3 separate regions of the Sus scrofa genome follow, and all the other regions are linked to region 2. Evidence: chromatin contacts called from public HiChIP or PLAC-seq data. All regions are on one chromosome and are shown on one strand. The core of a region is the stretch at or near the end of the contact, and the rest is flanking DNA. Distances in the headings are between cores, read along the strand shown. Region 1 holds the start of RNF152 (ring finger protein 152). Region 2 has its middle 220 kb from the start of CDH20. Region 3 has its middle 110 kb from the start of RNF152.

The links. HiChIP or PLAC-seq counts read pairs in DNA pulled down with a chosen protein or histone mark.
Region 1: an H3K27ac HiChIP or PLAC-seq map of skeletal muscle shows a contact between it and region 2, with 9 times the contacts expected there. The contact joins the promoter of RNF152 here to the enhancer-like site in region 2. A contact is called at or near these places in 3 of 5 promoter capture datasets (fetal liver and liver), 21 of 47 Hi-C or Micro-C datasets (adipocytes, adipose tissue, alveolar macrophages and 13 more) and 2 of 2 datasets of contacts at active chromatin or transcription factors (alveolar macrophages and skeletal muscle).
Region 3: a contact with region 2 is called in an H3K27ac HiChIP or PLAC-seq map of skeletal muscle, with 19 times the contacts expected there. The contact joins two enhancer-like sites. A contact is called at or near these places in 1 of 5 promoter capture datasets (liver), 21 of 47 Hi-C or Micro-C datasets (alveolar macrophages, embryonic fibroblasts, epiblast stem cells and 12 more) and 1 of 2 datasets of contacts at active chromatin or transcription factors (skeletal muscle).

Annotation. Positions count from the first base shown.
Region 1 is chr1:159,529,223-159,532,034 of Sscrofa11.1, forward strand. It overlaps RNF152 (ring finger protein 152), which reads left to right and starts at 1,401. Exons shown (of 2, transcript NM_001244578.1): 1 at 1,401-1,550.
Region 2 is chr1:159,800,546-159,803,619 of Sscrofa11.1, forward strand. No RefSeq gene overlaps it. Among named protein-coding and RNA genes, the nearest start is that of CDH20, 220 kb to the right of the region's middle. Within about 2 kb of position 1,471, at least 16 of the 83 cell types and tissues checked have an H3K27ac peak or open chromatin away from gene starts, as enhancers often do. A contact at or near this core is called in adipose tissue and skeletal muscle, where this site is marked.
Region 3 is chr1:159,423,764-159,426,479 of Sscrofa11.1, forward strand. No RefSeq gene overlaps it. Among named protein-coding and RNA genes, the nearest start is that of RNF152, 110 kb to the right of the region's middle. Within about 2 kb of position 1,423, at least 3 of the 83 cell types and tissues checked have an H3K27ac peak or open chromatin away from gene starts, as enhancers often do. A contact at or near this core is called in skeletal muscle, where this site is marked.

The DNA.
Region 1 (2,812 bases), core at 151-2,650, 270 kb before region 2:
CTGGTCAACATCAATATTCTCATTGGCTTCTCCTTAAAACAACAGTAATTTTTTTTGTGTGTGTGTGCCCTAAAGCTGTGGTTGAAGAGAAAGACTCTTGAAGTCTTCTACCTCAAGAATATAAATCTGCTTTTATTTATTTGTCTTTTTGCCTTTTTTTCTAGGGTGGGTCCCTCCACATATGGAAGTTCCCAGGCTAGAGGTCTAATCAGAGCTGTAGCAATGCAGGATCCAAGCCGCACCTGTGACCTACACCACAGCTCATGGCAACACCGGATTCCGCTGAGCGGGTCCAGGGATGGAACCCGCAACCTCAGGGTTACTAGTCGGATTCCTTAACCACTAGGCCACGGAGGGAACTTCTAAATCTGCTTTTAAAACAGACATAGAGCTTTCACTCCTGCCAGGGGCCCGATAGAGGACAGATACACCTTCAGAGGCCAACACTAAAGTGTTTAATTGGGATCCTAGAGAGGAGTGACACTCATCAAGCTTTTTGTTTCTTGGTTGCCGATTTGTGTGTGTGCTGAGTGACAGCACATTTGGAAACACTATTAATAGGTTTTATTTGAGGGCCAAGTCAAGGAGGTCAGTTGAGTACATTGTGAATCGTGGTAGGTCACATTCCCCCCAATTCCCTGCCCCCTGCCGCCCGCCGCCGGCGGCCCTGTGGTTCATAGGGTTTCTGTTTCGGTTTCATTATCTGGCAGAAGCGCTTCAATGAGCTATCCAGAGAGGTTAGAATGGGATTTCCTTCCCTGTGGGCAAGACTGTAGGACAGAAAGACAGCTCTATTCCAGCAGCCTGCAGAGGCTGCATGCTTTGCTGCTTGAACCCTGGTTCTGGACCCAGGAGAGCTGGCAGGCTTAACTTTACCATAGCCCTACTCGAATAGACTTTCGAGTTTTCACTCTGAATAGAAATTCTGTAGGAAGGCAACGGAGTGCATGGAAACCATATCCTATACCAGCGACCTTCCTCCTCCACTCTATTTTGCAGTTGACACAAGAGGCACGTCTAGATTTTCTTGGAGGAACTACGCATTCTAAGTATGTCCCTAAGGTAGGAATTAGGTTTCAAGGTGGAGAAGAGGGTCGGTCCTGAGGTCCCCTATGGTTCGCACTGCCATATAACCCTCAGGGCAACACTCCCTGCACTCCTGCTCCCTGCACCCCATCCTAGAGAGCCAGGCGGTGGGGTGTCATTCAGGCTTCAGTCCCTTCCTCTCCTCCGCCAAAGCAGGACCCCGCCCTGCCCGGACCACGTGAACTCTTAGGGGCAGCCAGAAAGTACCAGACGTGACGCGGATCCAGGGCGTCTTCTGGAAAGGATCTCAACAGCCCCCTCGATCGGTCCCCAAGTCCTGAGCTGCTGACGGTCCCCGCCAGCCACGGTTCTCGCCTCAGCCCCGCCCTCCTGCCTGCTGAGCTCGGCCTCCTGTCACACCTGATTCCAGCTCAGGTCCCACTCGCGCGCCTTGGAAAAGACAACGTCGAGGTCCCGGCAGAGGTTAGGCACTTGGGGGCAAGGCCAGGGAGCGCATGAGGAAGGTATGCAGCTCCTCAGTCTGGAGGTGATCTGCTATTCAAGACAGACAGATAGATGTCCCGGACAAGCGCTGGGAGGGGGCGGGCTTGGGAGGAGAGGGAGGAGGAGGAGGTGGAGCCGCCGGGGAGAGGCGGTGCCGCGGGCGGCGGAGCCCGGCCTCCCGCCCCCACCCATTTCGGTGCCCGAGTCTGGGCGGTGACACAAAAAGCTCCCTCCTGGAGCCAAGCGCCTGGCGGCGGTGTCCGACCGGGAGCGCGGAGGGCGCCCGGGCAGGTGGGCCGCCTCCCGAGGGGCCGAGCAGGGAGCTGGGGCTGCAGGCGCTGCCGCCGCGCTCCTCGCGCCCGCCCGGCAGCCCGCTGCGCGAGTCTAGCAGAGCCGGTGGCCGGCGCGCTGGGACCACCCGGCGATGCTACCGCTGTCGCTGCCTCTGTAGCAAGCACCCGAGACCGCTGCAGAGGGAGGTTGGTGAGTTTCGGTTTGTTTCTCCTCTCTGTCCCTCCGGGGTCGCGGGTTGCTGGAAGGGCGCGAAGGGATGTCTGCGCCCCCATGGCGGCCGCACCCGGAGCCAGGGAAGCGGGAAAGGGGAGGTGCCGCCTAGTGTTTGGGGGGGGGGTGTCTTTTGAACCTGGAGGAGAGTGGCAGGGCCGCAGGGGTCCCGGGAAGGGCAGCGCGGAGCGCGGCGGGGCAGCCCTAAGGCTCGGGGGAGGTGGTCCCTGGAGTTGCTTTTCTCCCGAGCGCGGGCGGAGTTGGGCTGGCGGCTGGGGCTGGGAGCGGCGCTGTAGCGGGCTGGGCCGAGTCCTCGGATGCCCCCTGGGGCTATAGTCCTGGGGAGCTGGTCTCGGGCCCGCGCCGCACGCGCCCCTGGGGTGCACGTTCGTGCGCGCGCGCGTCCCAGCTGAGCTCCAAACCCGCGTATCCTCCGGGATGAGCCCCTCTAAAGACCGTAGTCGAGCTCCTTACCCACTCCTAGAAGTTGCCTCTGTGGTCCATGGGCCTCTCTGGGAAGGAGAGGGGGCGGTGGCGGAAGAGATGTTGGGGGTCTTTTGTGCAGACCCACGCGCTTGGGGCGCCTGCTCCTGAAAGGGCAGCGGCAGGACAAAGCACTGGACTCGTGGGACGCTCCTTGGGAGGTGGCGGTCCCCAATCCCGCCTAGGGTGGGGGATGTGTGGGGGGCGCGCCACACGGTTTTGGAGAGAGTAGAGAAATTGGCAGAGCAGAGTGACGGTGACTTGAAGAGGTGGCGGACCGGGGCGAAGGAAATGA
Region 2 (3,074 bases), core at 221-2,720:
CCAAACTAGTCCTCCATTAATTCTGAGGGTGTGGTTTTGAGTGAAAGGCTTATGATTGGGTATTAGTCTCTTTTTCCTTCCTTCCTGTTCTCCTTCCTTCCTCCCTCCCTTCCTCCCTTCCTTCTCTTTCTGTTTACCCATGGCTCATGGAAGTTCCCTGGCTAGGGATTGAATCAGAGCTGCAGCTGCCAGCCTACACCATAGCCACAGCAACAACAAATCCGAAAAGCAATTATAACCTACACTGAAGCTTGTGGCAAAGCTGGATCCTTCGGTGAGCAAAGGCCAGGGATTGAACTTATATCCTCACAGAGACTACATTGAATTCTTAACCCCCTGAGCCACAATGGAACTCCAGGTGTCAGTGTTTCATCCTGCCTTATCTTGGAACTTTCTTTCTAATTTTTTGGATATGTATTGTAACTAATGGCAGGACAGGTCAGTACCCTGTGCAACATTCTCAGGGTCAGGTCCTTCCTCCATATCTCAGCTTTAGCTCCTCTCTGAAGTACCTAGACAATAGTATCTGAACCCCCAAACAATGGAAGATATTAACTACTTGAAGATTGCAAGCACAAAGTCCTCCTACAGCCTAAGGATTGATAAAGTTAACCCCTGCGACACCACCCTATTATCTCACCATCACCCAATCACAAGCTGATTGCTTAATCTGTGACTGCCTCCTCTCTCCCAACTTGGCTTTTAAAAAAGCTTCACAATTTTCTTGGGGAGTTAGGGCTTTTTTTGGGGGGCACGAACCCCCTTGCATGGTCCTGCAATAAACCTTCCTCTGCTCCAAACTCTGATGTTTCAGTTTGTTTGGCTTCACTGTCCACGGGACACTCAAACTTGAGCTAAGAAAATAATACAGGGTGGTGGTGGGTGGGTATGTTTACACCAGGGTGTGGAGAGAACAAAGGGACTTTGGGGAGCAGCCAAGTTAGTGCAATTTAGGAATTCTTGTCTGGTGCAGAGCCAGCTGGAATTGTTTTCCTTCCTTCAGGTATTTTAACAATTAATTGAAAAAACAAAAATAAATGAAAGGTGACTATTTTCCCTCTCTGGTCTATCTCAGATCTGGAAGCCCCTCTCTCCTCCTTTATTAAGAGTTCCCTTAGCACCAAACCGGATGTCCCCTGGGGAAGGACAAGTGTTCTGCTATGTCAGTTGGTTAAGTCTGGAAGAGAGGGTATGTTGTTGCCAGGGCCAGAGATACTAGACAATTTTCCAAAAATACTTCATGAGAATTTTCTAGGGATTGTTGTCCTTCTAGCATGCATTGTTGATGGGAGGCTAACTGTTTTTGAACGTCTATTCAGGCTCATCTAAAAGCGATCAAATATTGGAAGCTGGGACTGCTGTGACCCGGTCTTCCAGCTGTTGGTGCAATGCTTCCAGGCTGCAGGTGTTGCAGGCAGAACCCGTCTCAGCAAGATGTGGCTGTGAGGCGCTGGCCGCCCAGAAAAGAGCCGCGGAGGAGGAGAAGCGCCCTCTTGTGGCCGAAAGTAAGAGTGCCCTCAGAGAGAGGCGCGCCCAGGGCCCGCGGAGCAAAGGTTCTTCAAAAATCCTTCCCTGCAGATGTAAACAAAGCAAACACAGCCTTCAGTTCTCTGCTGCTCTATCACCTTGACTTCCTGTTTCTCGGAGGAGAGAATGATGGATGCGGGGAAAGGAAAAGAAAAGCTAAGGATTTTTCCTGTTTCAGCTTTTGCCCACTGCCCCCACTCCCCACTCCACCTCCTCCCAGCCCACTGGCTGACTCAGATCTTCTCCGGATACCTTCCTCCTGTTTGGCCTCGTTGTCTGTCTTATTTCATTTTGCCTGCCAGTGAAATAAGTGGTACATTTGTCTGCTTTCTCCAACCAACGGTATTTCCTAGAGGACACGGGTCACATCCTAGTGATGGCAGCATCCGGCAATGCATATTCCACACAGTATGTGCTAAAAATATGCTCATAGCACATAGAATAGCAGAATGGAATTTCTTGGTCATATGGGACGAGTCCTGTATAATTGTCTGAACGTAAGTTAGGATTGCCATGGTGAGCCAAGAGGAGCAGGCTACTTTTTACCGTTGGTTCTACCAACTCCCTTGATGGACTTAGATTTTAGACAACGTCCTAGCAAAGGTGGCTTCACTTGAAACATTCTCTTTATCTTTTAAACAGCTGAGAAATTAGATGGATAGATATGACCATCCTTTTCCTTCCTTCCTCCCTTCTTCCCTTCCTCTCTCTCTCTCTCTTCCTTCCTTCCTGCCTTCCTTTCTGACACACCTACAACACTCAGAAGTTCCCAGGCCAGGGAGTGAACCCAAGCTGTCATGTGACAACGCTGTAGCCTTAACTTGCTGTGCCATAAGAGAACTCTGTCTACTCTTATTTTTATTTTTTTTGTTCTTATTTTTAAAAAGGAAAAATCTTCAGAAAGTGCAAGTGACATGCCCAAGGTTGCCAGGACAGTGAATCACAGCTCAGATTTGCTCCTTTTGCAAGCTCTCTGTCCAGAGCTCTGACATTCTTCCAAGAGGTCACCTTTCAGGGCCCACATTATCTGGGCAAGTAAATGACCTCCACATTACCATCCAGCATCCTCAATGGATTAGGGTAGCTATCTTCCCCCAATCAGTTTTGGTCCCATCCCCAGGTGGCTGGTGACTCACGGAGCATGACATCGAGCAGGTCATTAACCTGTACCTACATCTCAGTTCTTTCATCCTGAAAATAAAGATGACAGTAGGTGCTGGCTGCCTCGAATGGTGTTGGGAAGATTAATGAGACGATGCAGGGAAGTGTCCTGGGCTCCTGGGATAAAAGGCTTAGCAGAGGCACAAAGTCTAATTATAATTTCTTAACAGTTTCAAAGGAGCCTCTGGGAAGGCTCGTTCATGCTGCTAAATTTGGAGACGATGCCTATGTGGGGAGGATGCTCTTCTCTCCACTGGCAGTCCCAGCACTTTTCTGCTTATGCTGGTCTCAGGGGCCCCATTCTGATCCAACATCTCTTGGTCTACCCTGGGATCTCATCCACAATGGAACTCAAAACCCTCCCAAAGCACTGCCCCCATCTTCCA
Region 3 (2,716 bases), core at 173-2,672, 380 kb before region 2:
CCCTTGTGAACTGGTCCCCAACCATCATGTTTATAGTTTTATCTCTTGTTACGTATCTCTCATTATGCTTTTCCAGGCCAATTCAACCACATGCAGTTGTCACCTGTCTTACTCTGGTTTTTAGATATACCCTTCATTGTGCCTGGAAAACTTTTTTCATGGAAATTTTTTATTTAAAAAAAGCAAAACAAACAAAAAAGGAAACAAAGTAACTGTCTCTCAGTAGGGAAATAATAAATATACTGGCTTACTCATATAGGGGAATTCAATTCAATAGTTAAAACATATGAATTAGATCTACATTTATTAACATGAATAGATCACAAAAACCTAGTATTGGGAGTTTCTGTTGTGGTGCAGTGGAAATAAATCCGACTGGTATCCATGAGGATGCGTGTTCCATCCCTGGCCTCGCTCAGTGGGTTAAGGATCTTGTGTTGCCATGAGCTGTGATGTAGGTTGCAGATGCAGTTCGGATCTGGGTTGCTGTGGCTGTGGCGTAGGCTGGCGGCTATAGCTCTGATTCGATTCCTAGCCCGGGAATGTCCATATGCTGCAGGTGGCCCTAAAAAGCAAAAAAAAAAACAAAAAACAAAAAAAAAACCAAACTAAATCGACAGAAAATAACCAAGTTAAACTAAATAGGTACAGGGTGATGCCATTTTATGTCTCATATACCATACATATGTAATAAATACATATGTAAGTAAAAGAACTCACAACTTTATAATGTTGAACCTTCTTGTCCATGGACATGATTATTACTCCATTTATTTATCATTCGCCAGTTTTATGCCCTTTAATAGAGAGACAATATTTTTGCATAGAAATCTTGGACAATTTTATTGGCATCAATTCTCGGTCTTTTATCTACTCATCCATCTTAGACTCTGGGAAGACTTCTCCGACTTGTACCCACAAGAATGGTGAGGTTTCCTATATCATCTTTAAGAATAGGGACTGTGTCTTATTCATTGTGACATTTCCAATGCTTAGCACATAGTCAGGTCCTAGGCTACATCAGATAATAAGCTTAAGAATGATAGTTGAAGCAGGGGATGCATGTGAAGGCCATTACAAAGATAATATAATAAGCAATGTTTTCAACCCAGGGCCTGGCACCGGAACTAAGTCTGTGATAAGACTCACAAAAAAATGAAACTCCAAGGGTGATGGATGGAAAGCAAGCAGTATATGTTTAGTATCAGGTGTGGTGGTTCTATAGGTTCGGGCTGACAGCCATGTGTAGCCCTAGTGAATGTAAATCTTATATGGGAAAAATAATTCCAAGCACTTAAAAGGTGAAGGAAGCAGTGATTTCTGCACATGCATGGATCAAATGGAACTGTTACACTGTAAGTGCACAAGTGATCCCCTTGGGCGGCAAATGCGGTCAACAGCTGTTTCTATTTCAGTCTTCAACTTGACCTCTCCCACTCCCAGCCTCCCAGCAATACCAGACCAGCTGGATAATCTCCCGGTATCGTTATTAAGAGTCCTTTCCCAGGGGAAGCAGCAGTCCAGCTCTGCTTTGTCTGTTTGTTCTCAGTGGTTCCTCTGTTCTTGACTTCATCCCCTAAGCCCATTACTTCCCAGAGGGGTCAGATTTGGTCCCTTGAGCTTTGAGCTGTTCCCAGAGCTTCTGATTTCTCTTCTCTCAAGATGGGAAAGAATAAAAGGGGGAAATAGACTAAACTCTTGTGGTAGACACTGCTGTTTACTGACCCAACATCAACTATCTTAGTTTTTTTTTTCAGGGTGGCCCCATAGAGCTTTGACATCAACCTTTGCAATTAGATGTGGCCAAGTGAAGCAGTCTGGCCAATGAGATGTAAGAGCATATTGCTTTGTGAGGCTTTGGGGGGTATTTTTTATAAAGGGGCTGACTCCATAGGTCATGTTTTTCTGCTTTCCTTTCACCCTTCTTGGGATGAAGAAGCACTGCCTGGAGGTATAGGAGACTTCTTACCAAAACTGGGCTGCAGAACAGGCACAGTCTAAGAACGAAGGAGCGGACAGCTGGAAATAAGGTGGACTCATTATTGTGAGAGGAATAAAACTCCTGCTTTATTTAAGTCACTGCTTAGTTGGTTTTCCTATTATTTCCAATACAGTGCAAACCTAAGTGATCCTACTTTAAGTGTGAAATTGAGATAATTATTTGTTTCTGTCCATTGGAGAAGTGGCCGAGTCTCCAGCATAACAGGTAGTATTTAAGCAAAGGCCAGAAGGTCAGTACACCGAATGTCTAAGGGCATTCCTGCAGGAGGTGAGGAATTGAATTTGGCAGAAAACAGAATGTTAATTTATAAAGAAAATCATTTGAGATATGGTTTCTGGCATCTCACAGTATAATTCTAATTACTGCAAAACAAAATTTCTTTATTGTTTTGGCACTTAAGGAAGCTACAATTCTATGTGTATGACATTCATACATATGGAGTAATACAAGGATGGTGGCACTAATAATGATAACTGACCTTTATTTAATACTTAGTGCATGCAGGCACTGGGTCTAAGCATTTTCTCCTTTCATTATCACATCAGTCAGCTCTTTAGATACTATTAATTATCCCATTTTAAATGCGAGGAAACTGAGGCACAGAAGATTGAGCAAGCTTGCTCAGGTCATGGAGCTGTTAAGTGATACAAAGTAGGTCTGTATTTAACACTGTTCACCTCAAAATCTGCACCATAACCTTTCTGTAGGAGTAGT